Regions from separate parts of the Anser cygnoides genome. Here region 1 is linked to region 2. Evidence: chromatin contacts called from public Hi-C data. All regions are on one chromosome and are shown on one strand. The core of a region is the stretch at or near the end of the contact, and the rest is flanking DNA. Distances in the headings are between cores, read along the strand shown.

Region 1 (3,568 bases), core at 752-3,251, 150 kb after region 2:
TCATCCAAAAATGGTGGCAACAGGTGCCAGTAACAATCTGTGGATTTCTGGCAGTTTAACTACAGATTAATGCTAAACAACAACATTCTGCCTGTCTATTTCACAGCAAGCGTAACTAAATCATCAGACAACAGGCAGCTAGCCAAAATCATTCTCTGTCCATGCGTACAACAGGCTCGGTAGCTTGTACGACACTAGCACTGAGCTCTAGGTAAATCCTCCGGGGTTCACACGTGCCCCCGCTGTCACAGAAGACAACGGGGGCTGCAGCAGGGATACATCACAGGCTGACAGGTACCCGCCAGCAGAGCTCCAGGCGTCTGCACAAACAGCTCTCCCTGGGTAAGAACAGCACGTTCACTCACAGCCCACTTCTTTCAGAGATCCCAGCCGCTCAGAACGAACCCAGAAAGTTGCAAAGCCTAACGCACTAACTATAAGGCACTGCTGCGGGAGTTGCTCTATTAGTGTTAAAACTTGTAGCTAAGTTACAGACAGAAACAACACCGAAACAACACCCTGCATCCAGGCTTCTAAAATTCTCAAGTCTGAATTTGCAGAGATCAGCAGCAACAAAGTTTTTTCGGACCCATTTGACACCAGACATTGCAACAGGAGTTACACTTCTGGGCTACCTGCTTCTGAGCAGTCACAGCTGAGTGAGCCACACCTCCTTCTTTTCCCTGAGAGAGCAGCACTACAAAAAACCCTCACTGCACACAAAGTAACACAACATGCACAAAAACACCCCCATAAGGGGGAAAATGCTTATAGTTTCTGTGTGTTGACTGGAAAAAGGGCTCCTACAATCCCACTTCAGGAAGAATCGAGTTATCCCTCCCTCTCCCAGTAACCACACAAGATTTTTAATCCTTCCTGATCCTGACAGAAAGACTCAAGAGCCCGAAACTATCAGCAAAACATCTGACAACGTATTTGTGCTTTGGAACTCACATGCCGAGTGCTATCCTGGAGCATGCAAACAGATGATCTTCAGCGGTTTGCATGCATCACATCCACTACTACGTTCCTCCCAAATGCGTTACAAAGTACAAAAAATCCAGTACTGCCTCAATACAGTTTGTTTCCCTATTTTCTTTCCCACTTGAATAGCACGTGTTACCTGTCAAGGTTTAAGTTTCCCGTGTAAATAAACTCCAGGAGTTTTTGGAATCCATCAGCCTTCACTTGAGTCTGATCCAAAACGACGTTGTTGTCAGAGGCGTCCCTGTAGAAGGCCCCGAAGTACTCGCTGAAGGAAGCCAGCACATTTCTGTGCGCCTTGAACTGGAACTCGCCGATGACGACGGTGCAGTCACAAAGGAAGCCGGCTTCTCGCTGCTTGTTCAGCCTCTCCAGCAGGTGCTCGCAGTGATGGGAGTACTGCATCCTGGCAGCGGCCTGCGGCCTCCGTTCCCTCCTGGGAAAGCGAAGGAACCCAGTCACACGCCGGATTTTATTTCTTTTTTTCCCCTCCCTCAAAACAAAGTTAATAATGACAAATACCCCAGCGCTGAACCCGCCCCCCCCCCCTCCCCGTGGCCGGCTGGGCACCGGGACCTCCCTCACGGGGCTCAGCGGCCCGGTTCCCTCCTCAGGGCTGCGGGGAGGGAGCGGGGGAGCTCCCGGCCGCCGGGGCTGGACCCGGGGCTCACCGAGGGACAACGGGGGGCGGCGGCAGAGCCGCCTCGGGGCACGGGGAGCGGCCGGGCCGCAGCCTCCCGGGGCCGGGACCCTCCGCGGTCCTTCCCCGGTCCCCACCGGGCCCCTCAGGGCCGGGCCGGGCCCGCCCCAGCCGCCCTCGGACGCCCCCCCCTCGGTCCCGGCCCTGAGGCGGGCGGCGGCGCCTCGCGCACCTGCGGCGGGACGAGCGGGAGGAAGCGGCGGCTCCTCCGCCTCAGGCCGCCATGTTGTGCCGCCGCCGCTTCCCGCACGCCACTTCCGGTGCTCCCGGGACCGCCGGGGCTCGGGGAGGGGCGGGGAGGACCCGCGGGGGGAGCGGGGACTCGGCGGGCACCGCCCGGAGGGGAACGGGGCGGGGCGGGCCGCGGAACGACCGCCGGGACGGCCGGGGAGGCGCGGACTACAACTCCCGTGATGCAGCGCGGCGTGGCAGCGCTGGGGTCTACGGTGTTAGGGAGCTGTGCATGCTGGGGGATGTAGTCCCGCTGGAACTGAAGGCTCTAACGTCCCGCCGCGTTGGTGCTTCCAGTTCAAAGTAATTCGGGGCACCGGTTCCGCAGCGCCGGCGGACCTCCGTTACTTTCCAGCGTCACATCAAAGAAAGAAAAGAAAAAAAAAAAAAAGAAAATGCGAGCCACCCGCCGGTGTTTCCGCCCGGTTTCGAACCGGGGACCTTTCGCGTGTTAGGCGAACGTGATAACCACTACACTACGGAAACTCCGCTTGTACGGAGGCTCTCCAGCGATCCCCTCATGGCACCTACCTCACTGCAGGCTGGGGACCTACCCCCACAGAATCCCAAAATCATCTAGGTTGGAAAGAGCTCCAAGATCACTTGTTCCAACCACCCCCCTACCAGCAATGTCACCCACTGAACCATGTCCCCAAGCACAACGTCCAACCTTGTCTTGAACGTCCCCAGGGATGGTGACGCCACCACCTCCCTGGGCAACCCATCCCAACGCCTGGCTGCTCTTCCTGAGAGGAAATATCTCCTCATTTCCAACCTGAACCTCCCCTGGCTCAACGTGAGGCCGTTCCCTCAAGGCCCAGCACTTTCCTTCCTTCCTCTGCACCCCCAGAGCTCCCCGCTCACCCCCGAGCCCCTCAGCCGAGGGCAGGCCCCACAGCACAGCTCCTCCGTGCTGCTGCCCGCTGCCCCTTCTGCCACAGGTGGCCGTGGCATGGCTGGGGGGCTGCGGAAATAAATAAGCTGTTTGTATTCCTAACGGCAGTGCCGCGGGTTTGTGGTGCCTTTCTTTATAACGCTTTTCATGTGAGAAAAGGCCCCGTGTAGTCTGGTATGGTTTCAGGCAAAAGCAGGTAACCGCTTGGAGCACGCAGGCTGACAGAGCATCCTTTCCTTCTCTCCTTCAGGCAGCGAATCGGGGAGACAGACTGCCACCACCTCACTGCAGAAGAGCTGGATCTGCCACCTATTGGGCTTTTATTTGAACCACGTCGACAGTCTTCGTTGCTGACTGAGAAAGAGCGCTACCACCAAAAATCACAGCACTCACGTGACAGAGAAACTTGGAGATCTCGATTTTCAAAATAATCCAATTCATTTTCAATATATTTAAACCTGCATACGTAAGTAAATAGAACGCCACACCTTGGGTTAATATTTCACACTAAAGTGTCATTTGAAACCGCTTTTCCTTACAGTGCCAAATCTACCTCCTGGGGTGGTTTTAGGCGCAGATTCCAGCCCCTGAGCCCAGCCCCAGCCCCGATCCCCAAATTCTAAACCCCAAACCCGAGCCCCCAGGTGTCCGCCCCTAGACCCCAGCTCCCACCCCCTGTTTCCCAGCCCCTGACTCCACCTCCTGAACCCTTGGACCCCAGCCAGCAGGTGCCGGCCCCGAGCCCCGAGCCCCAAACC
Region 2 (3,328 bases), core at 387-2,886:
CTAATCTTGATACAGTTTATGTGATTAAAGCAAAAATGCTGCCTTTGATATCAGCATTTAGATCCTCAGTCTCCAAGTCATTCCAGCGCAAGTAAAATGTTTTCCTTTGCTATCCATTTCTTGATAATGCTAGCTTGAGAAGTGGGCATGAGACTTGCTTTGTAGGAGAGTGGAGGGAATAATTTGTTTAGACCTCGAAATGAATCATTACAAAGGCATTCAGCCTGTTAGTTTGTTGGTTAACCAACTGCCCATATGATTCAGTGCCACTATTAAAAGTAAACAGACAATTGCATTAACAGTTAAAAAGTCAGCAGATGAAACTCAGATGAAACTCAAAGGAAACATTCCAGTGCCTGTGAAATTACTACCTAATATTTAAAGTGTCATGAGCCAGCATTCCTCTCCAATGTAGCAGTTTTCTTCTGCACTCCCACAACCCTGAGCTGCTTTATCTCTGTTCTTGCACCACAGCCTCCCAGCACTAAAGCAAGAAGTCAAATGATTGCATGTGGAAGTGATCAAGATTAAAACTGACCCAGCAGAGGAAAAATAAATGGTTTTAATCCAGAGCAGTTTCCACTTTAGTTCACTGCCTGACCAAACGAACGCTTCTGTCAGCTAATAGCCAGGGCCATCTCCACTTCTTTAAGAAATGGTGCATTAAAGAGACTGTAAAACAAAGAGCAGAGAATTTCACGTACTATTAGTTTGAAAGCATTTCACAGACCTCATAAAACCACAGATTATGCCACACTTTTACACAGATCGTACAGCACTTTTGTCAAGAAAAGCCCCAAAGCAGACACAGGCCAGAAACGAAAGGCATTACCAACTGCCAAGTGCTCAGCAAGGCTTCTGTACCTCTCCTTAAAACTATAATGCTACAGATATCAGACAGCAAACACCGTAAATATAATAAATCTTTTCTTGTACTTAACACAGGTAACTGGAAGGAAGCTGTTGAGAGTGCCTAGAGCTTAATCTTAACCCAAAAATGCAACCTGCATTGTTTTCTGATTAGATCACCTCCTACCCAACTCAGTGGCCCGATGACCCTTGCTCTCAGACTTTTAAAGTCGGCTCCTCTAAATGTCGGTGCCTAGCAGGGGGTAGCGCACCCACAGCAGAGCAGACTTTATATTATATCGCATATGTCACTACACGCTGCTGCTGGAGAGCAGCACCCAGGCTCTCCCTCTGAAGGCCTCCAGCGCTCGTTACACGGGGCAGCACCTCGCTGCCATTCGGCTCCCTCACAGCCCCTGGGGAACCCCCCAGGACCCTACGGGGCGGGTTTTCAGCCCAACTCTCCTCCTTCAGACCCGAGAAGAGCCCAACGCGCAGCGCCCGGCCCCGAAACCCCTATTTTTTCCCCGATTTTCCCCGGCCGTGGCACCGAGAGCCCCGCGGGGGGCGGCAGCGCGGGGCCGGCCGTGAGGAGAACCGGGCTGTGAGGGGGGCACCGGGCCGTGAGGAGAGCACCGGGCGGGCCTCCGGCCCCACCGCCGCACTCACCCCTTGTAGTAGGCTTTCACGCGGACCTGGTGGCCGCCGTCCCCGCCGAAGCCGCCCCCTCCGCCGCCCGGAGCCGACATGGTGCCGCTGCCGTCCCGCTGCGTCGGCATCCCCGGGGCGGGGCGGCGGCGGGGCGGCCGGGGCCGGGATCGGGCTGGGGCCGGGCCGGGGCCGCGCTACGAGGAGGCGGCGGCCGCGCGCCCCCCGCCGTCCCTCAGCCCGCCCAGGCCGGGCGGGACCACTGCGGGGAGGAAAGGGGGGGGGGTTCCGCAGAGCCCAAGAGGCGCCCGCACCCCCGTGACGGAGCGGGGCGGGCGGGGCAGAAGCGATCCCCTCCCGGTGGCCCCGCCGCTTGGTACGGCCCGCCGGGAGCGCGCAGCGGCTGCCGGGCAGGGGGCGGCCCCGCGGCTGCGCGGGAGCGAGCACGGGCGGGGGGAGCGCTGGGCGCTCGGTGCAGGTGGAGCTTCGAGAGGCATACAGCAAGTGTGGTGTTTTGTGGTTTTTTTTGAAAGAAAACACAAAGGATGCTTTTTAATTAAAGGGGATGGAACGCTTAATATTTAAGAAAAGGTATTTTATTAGAGCTGTTATCATAAATTGGTTCCTTTAGGCTTTCCCTATTTAACACCACGTTGGTAGCGTCTTTGATAACGCATATTTGTTTTGCCCAGCACTTCCTTGAAAGATGGATGTTTCTGGGAATCCTGAGGAATAGGTAACCTAACCTTTTTTTGTTTGTTTTTTTTGTTTTGTTTTTTTTTGTTCTGATACAGCACAAACACTTCCTTTTTCCCCACTACCTCCTTGGTGTAATCGGCACCGTACCCGGACGTTTGTTAAAGCAGCGTGGAATTCTGCCACTCTGTGGTCCGCAACAAGCTGCTATACGAGACCTGCACATTCCAGTCGTGCACTTTGCTCTTCTTTTTGCTTTTTGATGATAAAGTAACTTAAGTCCCCATTTGCTGTTTTCCCTGCAAGAGGTTACAAAGTACAGAACTTTTTTTGTCACGATACCTGACCTTCCTGCAGCAGGCATTTTTCTTCCTCAGAAGAAACTTGCTCCACCCAGTTTCCAAACAGTCTTGCATCAATTTCATGCAGCAGGAAATACCTTGCTGTATCTTAACAATACCTTGCTCTACAACTTCCAACATTTTTCTTAGTTTCCTACAAGATCTCTAAGAGTATTCCATCACAGAGAGGAAAACATTTTGTGACAGAGAGATGGAGAGGTACTGAGCTTGTCAGGATATCCCATGCAAGATTTGAGTTAGCTTTATGTGGTACAGCGGCTACTTGCCTGCATGGAGGCTGGGCTTTGCTCTTCTACTCCAAGTAGTACAAAGCAGCTGCTACCACGTACGCTTGAGAAATAATGGTGTAATTCAACTCTGATCGATTACAGTCAGTTCAGGGGAAGAAGCAGTCATCCCCATAGCAAGGAGAGGCTCAGAACCAACATGTAGGAAGAACTGGAAGCTAGGCTAACAGATCTTAAAGACTCTTCAGTTTCATATTCCTGAGACTTCAGGCGTTCACTGCCACCTCCCATTTGGGGCTGCTGAGGTCTTTGACCAACTAACGTAGAAAACCACTCAGGGCAGGCCCTTTCCTGACCTTAACCTCCACACAGCCCTCTCAAAACACCACATCCCCTACAGCTAATACCCCAGAGTTGTAACATTCCATTTGCTGAAGAAGAATTCGAGCAGGAACCCACAGCCCTCCGAACCCTGAGGGAAGCCAGGCCCCTCACGCCGCCGTGGCCCCGCCGCACGAAGCCACAAGATGGCGGCGGGCGGCGTCA

What was found. A called contact is a pair of places that touch in the nucleus more often than the background predicts.
Region 1: a contact with region 2 is called in a Hi-C map of liver, with 4 times the contacts expected there. The contact joins the promoter of MYNN here to the promoter of PRKCI in region 2. A contact is called at or near these places in 2 of 7 Hi-C or Micro-C datasets (both in liver).

Annotation. Positions count from the first base shown.
Region 1 is chr9:22,309,130-22,312,697 of Taihu_goose_T2T_genome, forward strand. MYNN (myoneurin) reads right to left here and starts at 2,002. Exons shown (of 8, transcript XM_048059432.2): 1 at 1,857-2,002; 2 at 1,124-1,420. The coding sequence starts at 1,389. TRNAV-AAC (transfer RNA valine (anticodon AAC)) reads right to left here and starts at 2,401; the gene lies at 2,329-2,401.
Region 2 is chr9:22,161,202-22,164,529 of Taihu_goose_T2T_genome, forward strand. PRKCI (protein kinase C iota) reads right to left here and starts at 1,637. Exons shown (of 18, transcript XM_048059299.2): 1 at 1,519-1,637. The coding sequence starts at 1,628. PHC3 (polyhomeotic homolog 3) reads left to right here and starts at 2,786. Exons shown (of 14, transcript XM_067002405.1): 1 at 2,786-3,328.